Linked DNA regions of Zea mays: region 2 is linked to region 1. The links are chromatin contacts, called in public Hi-C maps. All regions are on one chromosome and are shown on one strand. The core of a region is the stretch at or near the end of the contact, and the rest is flanking DNA. Distances in the headings are between cores, read along the strand shown. Region 1 holds the start of LOC100217080. Region 2 has its middle 21 kb from the start of LOC100282701.

Region 1 (5,796 bases), core at 1,252-3,751:
TGAAACCCGTGAATTGTTGTGTTGTCTGGTTTTGAGGCTCAACGACCAAAATCCTCATGGGTACCGTACGCACCCCACATCCTTGACATGTGCCCCACCGCCCCCAACCACGTTGACGATATATGATCCACTTCTCCATGTCCTTGCGTCTGTCATTGTTCCTAGGTGTCAGTCGCCATGGCTACTCATCTGGCTTCTCTAGGTCCTCGATCAAGACCCAATGTTCGTCCTTCATCGCTTTTGATCCCTCGACATGAACCCATATGAACTTCGTCATTGACCATTGTCTCCAGACTCCACACCTGCACATCATAAACCAAAAGACATGTTACACAATCACGTCCATGCCCTAGTTAGTCCACACAACTCAACCCAAGACGTTACACTTGTTGACAATCACTCATCACAATCTAAACCATAAGAGCACATATCAACCATGTGTTCACAAATGTATAGAATTTGGAACGAAGAAAGGATAAGGGTGAGCAAAAGAGGACGGATTGAGGAAAGCCCACGGGGGAGCCTGCAAATCCAGCCAATTCAAAAGAGGGATACACTTTTAGTCCCTAAATTGCCAATCAATATAATTAAAGGCGCCTCCCAAATAGAAATTGTAGGGACTAAAGTTTAGTTTCTAAAGTTTAGAAGGATGACTAAATAAACCAAACACCCCCTTATTTGGACCATTGGAGAATGAAGACAACAGTTCACAAGTGTCTGAAAGAGAGGAACCAAGTTCAGAAAGGAAAACTAATTCCACAGATCAAAAGGTTATTTCAAGCAGCATGAATGCAGGATCTTATCCTCAGCTTACAAAAAAGATGATCCCATGTGATTATTCAGATACAAACAAGATCATTTTTATGCAAAATCTCATCTTTGATTAACAGAAAGTCCACATTGCATATCAGAGAAAGATCTCACCGAACTATCTCTATATATACTCCCTTTGTCCCAAAATAAAATTTGTTTTACATTTTTAGTTATTCATACAATAACTAATGTATTTATTTTATATATGTCTCTATATTCATCATCATCTATTTGAACATAGACATAAAAGTTAAAAAGTTAAAACAACTAATATTTTAGGACGGATAGAGTACTTCTTTTCACAAATCCATTGCACAAGAGCAAGCTGGAAGTAGTGAACACGACACATTTCACATAATAAAGTCAGTTCATCCGAATGTTAGGATGGATATGTTGTGCGTGTCTTCTGTGTCACCAGTTTATGATTTTCATTCCCCTACATTTCTCCAACTAGTTTAATAGAAGCTGCACCGATGCTGAAATGATCCACCATAGCCCCCTCATCTCAAGTGCTTGTCAACCCAATCAAACATCTCATCAGCGTGTAAGCTCGTCATCTCGTGGTATCCATAAGCAAGATTTAGCTCTTCCTGGATGTGATCAGCCAACGCAGACACCTCTTCCCAGAGGCCCCTCTTGACCAATGCATCCTTCCATGGCGTTTCCCGGCCATCCTCTTTCATGTATCCTTTGTCATCAACGAAAGCTTCTTCCCTGAACACTGTCCAGATCCTTTCTGATAGCCCGCGGTCCAGCCCAGGTATCCTCTCGGAAAGCAGAGTAGGCGTCAAAGGGAGCTCGAGGCTCTGGAGCTCCTTCACCTCAACGCCATTCTTCATCAGCATCTTGGAATTCTTATCCACCAGCACTGCCCTCCGCTTATCTTTCGGCATGTGGATGAACATCGCGGGAGGGTAAACCGCCGGAAGCGCGCCAGCTGAGCTGCCGAACGCGCCCTCGGCGATCATAATCACGACGGCGGCGAGGCTCATCTTGGCCGCCAGCCTGGACACGAAGTACCCGCCGGACGAAGCGCCGAGGGCGACTACCGGCAGGCCTTCGAGCCCGTTCTTGGCGGCCCAGGACCGGATCACCCGCTTGGCGACGTCGACCTCCTTCCCCGGCGACCAGCACTCCCCGGCGCTCGCGACGGCCAGCACCGCGAACCGCCTCCGCAGCGCGCGGTCCGTGATGGCGACGTCCTCTGGCAGGCCGACGCACCCCGGGCAGCGCGGGGACGGCGGCCAGAAGTTCTCCGGGCGGCAGCGGCAGCCGTGGGCGACGAAGAGGACCGCCCTGGCCGGCCCCGCGGCGGGTAGCTCCCAGATGGCGCGCGCTCTCTCCATGGTCTCCACCGTCGGGGAGGAGAGCGGAGGAGCCTCCCCGCGGGCCCCGTACGAGCGGGCGGCGGTCAGGGAGTAGAGGAACACAGCGGCGGCGGCGGCGGCCGTAAGTAAGAGAAGCAGCGGCGACGCGAAGGGGCTGGTCAGACTCAGAGTTAACCGTCCCGGAGCGTGGGATGGTGTCGATGACTTGCTCGGCCGATGCGAGGAGGACTTGCTCATCTGCTTTGCCGGCTGCTTGTTTCTCTGCAGCGGGGAGGGGGGATCGGGTACCATGAGACCTCCAAGCCTCGACGGCTCGACGCACGGGGAGCAGAGGAGACAGATCGCCAGAGGGAGGGGAACGAGTCGCCTCTTCGGGCTCGGGGTGTCGTCAGAGGAAAACGGACAAGTGATGATGAACTGAAAGGCCGGAGTATGGGCCGATCTAGCCTTGGCAAACCAGGCCTGGCAAGCAAGTCATACCGGCATGGGTTTGGACAAACTAGGGCCCAGATAGACGACCTCAAATGTTACTTAGACCCTGTTTGTTTTCGATTGTGATCGGTACAGATGACAGTTGGCTGGAGCTGTTTAGGCTGTTGCTGCAGGTTTATTGTTTTTCCCACTTGGATACTGTAGCTGACTAGCTGTCCAGAAAGACCTTTTGAGGCAGCAGAAGCTTTTTCAATCAGCAACACTGACCGTCCAATTGTTCAAAATAATAGTAATTCCACTGACCCATGCCATCCGGGCATTTTCGCTGCTGACAAGACACAATGGATGGGATGAGATGAGATGCAAGCACAAAGCCTGCTCCGCCAGCAGCCCACGGATTAGCTGCAAATCAGCACACTGTCTCGCCCACTAAACAGCTGCTGCCCAGGAGGGTTCAGCCTATTGTACCCATTACTGTCCACATCCTGCCTTGTCGCTTTTTATTGTATGGCCAGGAGTGTCGTCTCATCTCTGAAAGAGATGGGCGCGGAGTCTCTACACGCGTGCACCCCACTAGTGGTGTAAACGGAGCTTGTATAAGCGGTTTTACTCCATGCCTATTATATTACCAGCCGGTCTGACGAGTCACTTTTTGTTAGTTTCTTCGCGAGCCATAGGGCCTGTTTGGTTCAGCTTTTTTCTGACCAGCTTTTCTGAGAATCGGGCTATGGGGAAAATCTGGCTGTGTAGATAATCTAGGTATCATTAGGATTACGTACGGAGGAAGATAAAGTTGTCCATATGGCTTACGATCTAGAAAGCGACGGATTTCTACTATTGCAACGACTCAACCGATAATGTATTTATGTTGATTTTGAATGGTTTTTATCCAAACGAATTTTATAGAAGCTGGCTGAAAAGCTGAGCGTTTGGCAGCCCGCAGCAGCTTCTGTTGACCAGAAGCTGCAAAAAGCTGAAACAAACAGGGGCATAAACTACCTGCCGTTTTGACGCTGCATGCATCTAATATATATTTTTGGACCAATTTTCTCTATGTCATTTGGAAAATATACTCGTTCATTGTGTGTCATTGACCCTACATATCATACACATATAAAATATATCTATATGCTAATTAGTGGCATACAAGGAATGAATATAAAATTTGATGGCATACCAAATTTTTTTCCTATATTTTTTACACGAAGAAGCGGTATAAGAAAAGACACAGTGGGATGGCCGGATCACCATCTTCCTGTCGTGATCCTTCTCGGGCTGGATCTACCGTTGTCTCTTTGGTTCCTCTGGCAGGCACGACCACCCTGACCGGTATAGACGTGTGCGTTGTTGTCGGCCTCCTTGATGGGGCTCCTCGATGATAGGATACGAAAAGAAACAAGAAGGCCCACAGAGTTGTTGTTGTCCCTTTTACGTCGTCTCGCTGGTCGTTGATGCTCGAACGTCAACCCTCTGAAAATGAAGCTATTGTTGTGTGTCTCCAAGCCACAGCACCGTACCACCTCGACTTCGATTACCTCGGCATCCAGAGGCTATTATCTATAGAGAGTGCACACCGGTCTCTAGTCTCTACTCCAGCCGCAACACTCGCACCTTCATGACGCTGCAGCTAGGGGGGATTTCAATTGGTATGACTTTGTATTATGCATTATTTACCATGTGCATGTTTCTTAGTAATTTATTCTCATTTGATAACAATTTATTCCCATTTGAGACAATGTTCTACTTCTATATATATACACACACCATGCATTATTATTATATAATTTAATTTGTTGTGTGTTAAATATTCTTTGTACTCCGTCACTTTCTATGATATTTTCAATCGATTGATGAGCGTGGAGTGTTTTAGCTTTGGAGGTCGTTTAAATGTACTACAGCTAATAGTTAGCTGGTTATTTGAATTCTAAAATTACGGACAAAAATCATGTACTTGTAGGGTATTTGGTTTGAGGAATAAGCTAGTAAATCATCTTCTTACTCCTCACTTTTTTTGTTTGGTTTATGGAATGAAATGAGTTGATCTATCATCATCTCATTTCTCATACTTAATTAGTTAGTTAGTACTAACATGAGAAATGTGATCATCACACCAAATTTGAGAAATAGACTTATGATGCACCAGTGATTTATCAAACCAAACACCTCTTAAATCTTACTATTATGACTAGTTTGGAGCACCATTTTCCCAAGTGATTCTTATTTTCAAAAAAAATGAACTAATTTCCCTTCAAAAAAATAAGGTTTTCAAACTAGCGCTAAGTGTTTAACTATTTATAGATATAAAAAATAGATCGATCTATACTATATATTGAACTAATAAAACTATTTACTTTAAAAAGCTTAAAAATGGACTTAGTGCCACGGGGCCGGCTCAGTCCATTTCCTCGACGAAATCAGAAGCCGGTCTCCTAATTTAAAACGTTTTTAAAAAAACGTATTTTGTTACTACTAGATGACTTGATGAACCTAAATATAGACTATCTGGCTGTCATTATTTCTGATTTAGGCCTTGTTCGTTTGTGCTGAATTGGTGGGTCGGAACGATTACTAACCGGATTGCTTCTGTAATTTATATAAACTTTGATTAACTGGAACGATTTCAGGTGTAATTCGACACAAACGAACATGTCTTAATATTGCCGGAATATAGCGAGCTGCTTAATAATCTACTTGTCGGAGCTGCTGAGGAATCCGGTCATGTGGAGCACGGCGTTGCGGACGGCTCGGAGGTCACGGCCCTTGAGCGTGCGGCCGTGGCCCACGCACACCGACGAGGCCACTCTCCGCTCCTCCCCGCACCGCCTCGCCGCCAGGACGTGCGGCGGCACGACCCCCACTTCTTCTGCGCCATCGTCGTCGTCGTCCTCCTCCTCCTTGTAGCTGCGCGTCCACGAACCCCTGCTCGTCGGGCGCGGCCCCATCGGCGGCATCGAGGGGATGCGCACAGGCGAGGACTGTAGTGGGTGGACGACCGCGGCGCCTGGACGTGGTTGTTGCGGCTGATCTGTGAGGTGCTGGCGGCAGCGGCCGTGGGAGGAGTCGGCCGGGCGGTGGTAGCCGTGGTTGTGGGCAAGGGCAACGTCCGGCCACAGCATGTCGGCTTCCTGGAACTCTTCCATGGCTACTTACTAGATGCACGGCCAGGTACACCGCCTGCGGCGTACGTTCCTTCGCGTCTGTTGCTGGATTTATACTGTAAGCG
Region 2 (6,068 bases), core at 3,096-5,595, 70 kb after region 1:
TGGAGATAATTTCTGGTGAAGACCTTCGAGTAGATTATCTTCTAAAAATCTACTCAAAGGTCGGGGGGCTACACCCATTGGGTGCACCTCCGGCGCACCCAATGAAGTTCAGAATCCAACAAATCAAAATGCCGACCTCTAAGGCACAAGCACAAAACTAAACTTCGGTTGAACGAGTGATCGGAGCAAAAGAAGACAGCAGGAAGTCATTTTTTGGACATTGGATCTTTGGGTTGATTACCTCTAAATCAACCTAAAGATCGGGGGCTTGTGGGGGAGGGATATCCCCCGGGTCCACTAAAGAAGTAAAAGACCTCACGAAAGGCCCAAGGGCCCAATAAATCGTAAGGTCATTCCTTCGTGGGCCTGAGGAGAAACAACCAACAAAGCAGAGAAGACGTAAGACCGGATTGATGCAAACCCGGACGGCCCACAACGTCGGGCGAGTAAATCGCAACAGAGACCCGACTTTCCCGCGCTAAAGCCCCCATGCAACAGAGCCATGCGAGGATAAGTCGGTGAGGGTTGCGTAGAGATAATCTCAAGAGGTTCACTATTTTTTAGCTACTTGTTGTTATCTTATCCACATGTACTGCCCCACGGTCGAGTATATAAGGCCTAGGGGGCACCCCTTCAGAACGATCGGCCCTTTATTTAGTCACCCACGCCAGCTCTCTGAACTCTCAATCCAGAGAGCCCTCTTGTAACCACATTCGCCTAGCATACTCACCAGGACGTAGGGTGTTACGCATCTCTAAGCGGCCCGAACCTGTAAACCTTGTCCACTGTCCCTCGTGCGATCGACACGAACCATTTTGCTACAGTTGTCGACACCGTCCTACTCCTAAAACACCTTGAGGGGCAACCCCGGGTGTGCGGTCGGACCCAAAACACCGACAGACTCCTCCTTCTTTTCTTCCGTCGCTTTGAATGCGACCGGTTGAGCTTCAGACGTAGAAGGACCGTCAAGCTCGTTGATCTTCCGTGAGCCCTTGATCATAAATTCAAAGCTCACAAAATTCCCGATCACTTCCTCGGGAGTCATTAGAGTATATCTTGGGTTGCCACGAATTAATTGTACTTGAGTAGGGTTAAGGAAAATAAGAGATCTTAGAATAACCTTAACCACCTCGTGGTCATCCCACTTTTTGCTCCCGAGGTTGCGCACTTGGTTCACCAAGGTTTTGAGCCGGTTGTACATATCTTGTGGCTCCTCCCCTTGGCGAAGACGGAATCGACCGAGCTCCCCCTCAATCGTTTCCCGCTTGGTGATTTTGGTGAGTTCATCACCCTCGTGCGCGGACTTGAGCACGTCCCAAACTTCTTTGGCACTTTTTAATCCTTGCACCTTGTTGTACTCCTCTCTACTTAGAGAGGCGAGGAGTATTGTTGTGGCTTGGGAGTTGAAGTGCTCGATTTGGGCTACTTCATCAATATCATAATCTTCATCCCCTACGGATGGTACCTACACACCAAACTCAACGACATCCCATATAATTTTGTGGAGTGAGGTTAGATGAAATCGCATTAAATCACTCCACCTAGCATAATCTTCACCATCAAAAGTTGGTGGTTTGCCTAACGGGACGGAAAGTAAAGGTGTATGCTTAGTAATGCGAGGGTAGCGTAGGGGGATCTTACTAAACTTCTTGCGCTCATGGCGCTTAGAAGTTATGGAGGGCGCGTCGGAGCCGGATGTGGAAGGTGATGAAGTGTCGGTCTCGTAGTAGACCACCTTCCTCATCTTCTTTTTCTTGTCGCCACTCCGATGCGACTTGTCGGAGGAGGCCTTCTTCTCCTTCCCTTTCTTTTTGTTGCAGGACTCTTCCGATGAAGCCTTCCCGTGGCTTGTAGTGGGCTTTTCGCTGGTCTCCATCTCCTTCTTGGCGTGTTCTCCCGACATCACTTCGAGCGGTTAGGCTCTAATGAAGCACCGGGCTCTGATACCAATTGAAAGTCGCCTAGAGGGGGGGTGAATAGGGCGAAACTAAAATTTACAAAATTAATCACAACTACAAGTCGGGTTAGCATTAGAAATATAATCGAGTCCGCAAGAGAGGGTGCAAAACAAATCGCAAGCGAATAAGGAGTGTGACACGTGGATTTGTTTTACCGAGGTTCGGTTCACGCAAACCTACTCCCCGTTGAGGTGGTCATAAAGACTGGGTCTCTTTCAACCCTTTCCCTCTCTCAAACGGTCCCTCGGACCGAGTGAGCTTCTTCTTCTCAATCAAACGGGAACAAACTTCCCCGCAAGGACCACCACACAATTGGTGTCTCTTGCCTTGGTTACAATTGAGTTGATCGCAAGAAAGATCGAAAGAAAGCACGATTACAAAAGCCAAGCGACAAGAGCAACAAATAACACACGGATCACTTTCTCTCTTAAGTCACTAATCACTAATGATCTCTTTTCTCAATTGTGAAACTTGGAGAGATGGAGGCTTTGAATGTGTCTTGGAATGGATTGCTAGCTCTTGTATTGAATGTTGAAGGTTGGAATGCTTGGGTGAAGTGAATGGAGGTGGTTGGGGTTGTATTTATAGCCACCAACCACTTCCTAGCCGTTGCTCCATTCTGCCGACCACGGACGGTCCGCCCGCCTGGTCCAGACAGTCCGCGCCTGTAGATCAATGGCTGAAAACGCAACGGTCAGCAGTAACGGCTATATCAACGGCTATATTGCATTTAATGCGTCGTCAGATGTCAGATAAAGCCAGTCGCGGACGGTCCGGTCGTGCACCCCAGACGGTCCGCGAGGACGCTATAATTCATTTTTCCGAACCCGTCACCTTCGGGTTTTTTGGTTTCTCACCTACCGGACGGTCCGCGCCTGAGGCCGGACGGTCCGCGTGAGGTCTCGGACGGTCCTTGCTTTTCCTCCGGACGGTCCGTAGTGCAGACTTGGATTTTTGCATTGGTTCTGTCCGAGGGTCATCCTGGTGTTGCGGACGGTCCGCCGCAAGTGCCCGGACGGTCCGCACTTGGCCTATTTTTTCCAAAAAGCCTCTCCTGTCCGGAATAATCTACGGTATTCCGGACAGTCGATTTAGTATATTTAGTATAGTTGTAGATGAACCTTTGGCACCTGTAGAACATATAATCTAGAGCAAACTAGTTAGTCCAATTATTTGTGTTGGGCAATTCAACCACCAAAATTAATTAGGAACTAGGTGTAAGCCTAATTCCCTTTCAGTGAGGGCGCTAGGAAGGGGGCGATGTCAGGCAGTCTCTCCAATACGGAGCCCGAGCTCACAGGTTCACCAATCTCATCGACCGTCGAGTGAGATCAGGCCTGCCATACGTGTCGGCGTCTTGACGATGACAAGTGGGGTCAAGGTGTCGCGAGGGTTTGGGGTCAGATGGCGTCACACATTGGGAAGGAGGCAGTGGCAGGTGGCATCGGGACGAACTGGCCCGTACGACGTCAAATATAATAAGGCTAAATAGATAGATGCGGGGACTGGACCAAAGAGGATGACGAAAGTCAGGAGGACTACGTTGATATGACGAAAAGATTAGAACATGGTTGATTTAATCCACCTAAAAGTTTATTTTTCTATACTTAACATTAAATGAATGTTAGGTGTATGAGGTTTTACAAAAAAAATGGGGGAGGGGCATGGCCACCTTTGCCCCCTATGAATCCGCTCCTGAGATATATAGATTGATAACGTATAAGGTGTAAACCAAGTTCCCGTGCAAACAAACTAACAAAAGTCATAAACAATTCTAAAAAAATATAGATGTACTTCTTTGCCTACTCTATCACCTTTAAAATTTAAAGTTCAAATTCATCATATGTTAAGAGATACAAAAAGGAGAAAATTCTGAGATAATTTTCACTTTTTGTATCTCAGAATTCTCTTTTTTATCTTTTAGCATATGATTAATTTGAACTTGAAATTTTACAATGGTAGAGTAGACAGCGAAGAACATTTATAATATTTTAAGAATTTTTTGTGATTTTTATTAGTTAGTTTGCACAGAAATTTGGTTTGCATCTGATATGTTGCCATATAGATTAGACCCTTCATGATGTAGGATATCCATATAGATTAGACCCTTCATGATGTAGGATATCCGATTATTTACTTGGAAGAGGAAAATCAGAAGACATAATAGTTAAGACTTAAGAGAGGTAAAATGAAAAATAACAAGACGACATTGATAATTGGACTTGTTCTTTTATCTTGATGAGCTGTACAAAACGTTGAAATCATCATGGGCTAATGGTGGCGTGAGTTACTCTGTGGGCCTTTTCATACGGAACTCAACTACCCTACACGGGCCACGAGAAGGCTCGTCGTTTCGCTGGCCGTCATACATCTTCGGTCCATACATCTTCGGTCCATGGTCACCGCACTCGGGCTGTGGTTTTTTTAGCTGGAGGAGGATGGAGTAGTCCGAGGTGGTGGAGCGGGGATCTTGTCCGTCTCTTGAGAGCTTCAGGGGTTAAATGTAAAAAAATATAGAGACGGGCTCTTTCAGAAGAGTTCTGAGCCTGTCTCTATTAAATCCTCATATATAATGTCTTTTAACAGTATTTATAATATGACTGGTTTTAAAGAGATCTAATTATATAATGCAGTTTTTTAGGTGTTCCTTGTATATAGAAAACTGAACAAGAGACTTTAGGTTATACATGACTTAAGGTTTAGTTTGGAAACTCTATTTTTAAGCTATTTCTATTTTTCAAGAGAAAATGAACTATTTTTTCTTCGGAAAATAAAAATCTCTTGGTAAAATAGGGTTCCAAACTAGTCTAAAAGGATTAATAAATCTTGCGTATAAAAGGCTATTAACAAGTCTATTAACAAGTGTATACATCAAAGAGACTGATATGCTAGTGAGACTTATATTAGTGGTTGCGGGCGTCCAAGACGTCGCTGCCATTTATCTCGCTGCGAACACGATACTAGCACAACGATGTTATAGCGTTTCATCTCCGCATGTACCAAGTACGCGACTTATTTGTGAAATAATATGTTTTATAATGTTGTTCAAAGCATCATTGGTCTTACGTCATTATATGGGACAATAACGATTTTATAGATTGACCATAATGTTTCACGGATCAATGATATAGAGATATCAAATTAATAATATAGAGCAATGATTTCAAGTCGTCCGACTAATCACGATTAATCGTTATTAGTCGGGCTGGTCGGCAATTAGGACACGATTTGCTAGACGACTCGACTAGAAGGCCTAGTCGTCCTGGTCGTCCGACTAATCATCGACTAGGGCGACTAGTCGTCCAAGTTATGTGTCTTCCTCGTCCTGGCTAGGGTTTAGTTATTGGGTCTTTTTTAGCCCATCTACAGTCTAATTTAGAGTACCCTCTCCTCTCCTGTTCTAACCTAGCCGTCAATAGTCTCCAACCTGCATGTCTCCTCTCCTCTCCTCTCTTGGCACTGCCCCTACAGTCCTGAACTCCTGATTGCCGGCGGCTACACCGGCGGCTACAACACCATGCGTCCCCTGCCCCTTCTTCTGCAGTCCTGCTCGCCTGCTGCACTACTGCAGTCTCCAACCGGCGGTGGCTGCAAACCAGTGACGAGATGAGCACGTCATCTGAAGGTCCCTCCTGTTCCCCCACTTCTCCCCCTAACCCTAAATAAACCTAAACCCTAAACAATGAAACAATATGTTACTTTGTTTATCCTAGTTGTTTGTTCTAATTTATATAATATATACAAGTATATTTATATATATACCTATATAAGTATAACTACTAGTCTAGGACGACCAGGGACCGACTAGTCGCCCTAGTCGTCGTCTAATCGCGACTAGTCGCCTGCTCGGCCCTAGGGTTCGACCAGACAACTAGGCGACTTGAAATCATTGATATGGAGACATGGTAAAGTTTACGTTATTGGATTGACCTATCACTACCAGAATTTGGCTCTTTGCCGAGTGACAAATATTTTGTCGAGTGTTTTTTTCGGACACTCGGCAAAAAAACTCTTTGTCGAGCGCCACGCAAAAACCCTCGGTAAAAGAAAACACTCGACAAAATAACTTCTTTGCCGAGTGTTTTATTTTTGTCATTCGGCAAAGAGCTT

Evidence for each region. A called contact is a pair of places that touch in the nucleus more often than the background predicts.
Region 2: a contact with region 1 is called in a Hi-C map of leaf, with 5 times the contacts expected there. The contact joins the enhancer-like site here to the promoter of LOC100217080 in region 1. A contact is called at or near these places in 2 of 25 Hi-C or Micro-C datasets (ear and leaf).

Annotation. Positions count from the first base shown.
Region 1 is chr3:202,593,221-202,599,016 of Zm-B73-REFERENCE-NAM-5.0, forward strand. LOC100217080 reads right to left here and starts at 2,502. Exons shown (of 1, transcript NM_001143450.1): 1 at 1,109-2,502. The coding sequence starts at 2,432. The coding sequence ends at 1,314. LOC103651203 (Nuclear protein) reads right to left here. Exons shown (of 1, transcript XM_008676824.4): 1 at 5,139-5,796. The coding sequence starts at 5,713. The coding sequence ends at 5,261.
Region 2 is chr3:202,661,251-202,667,318 of Zm-B73-REFERENCE-NAM-5.0, forward strand. No RefSeq gene overlaps it. Among protein-coding and RNA genes, the nearest start is that of LOC100282701, 21 kb to the right of the region's middle. Within about 2 kb of position 4,346, at least 16 of the 20 cell types and tissues checked have an H3K27ac peak or open chromatin away from gene starts, as enhancers often do. A contact at or near this core is called in ear and leaf, where this site is marked.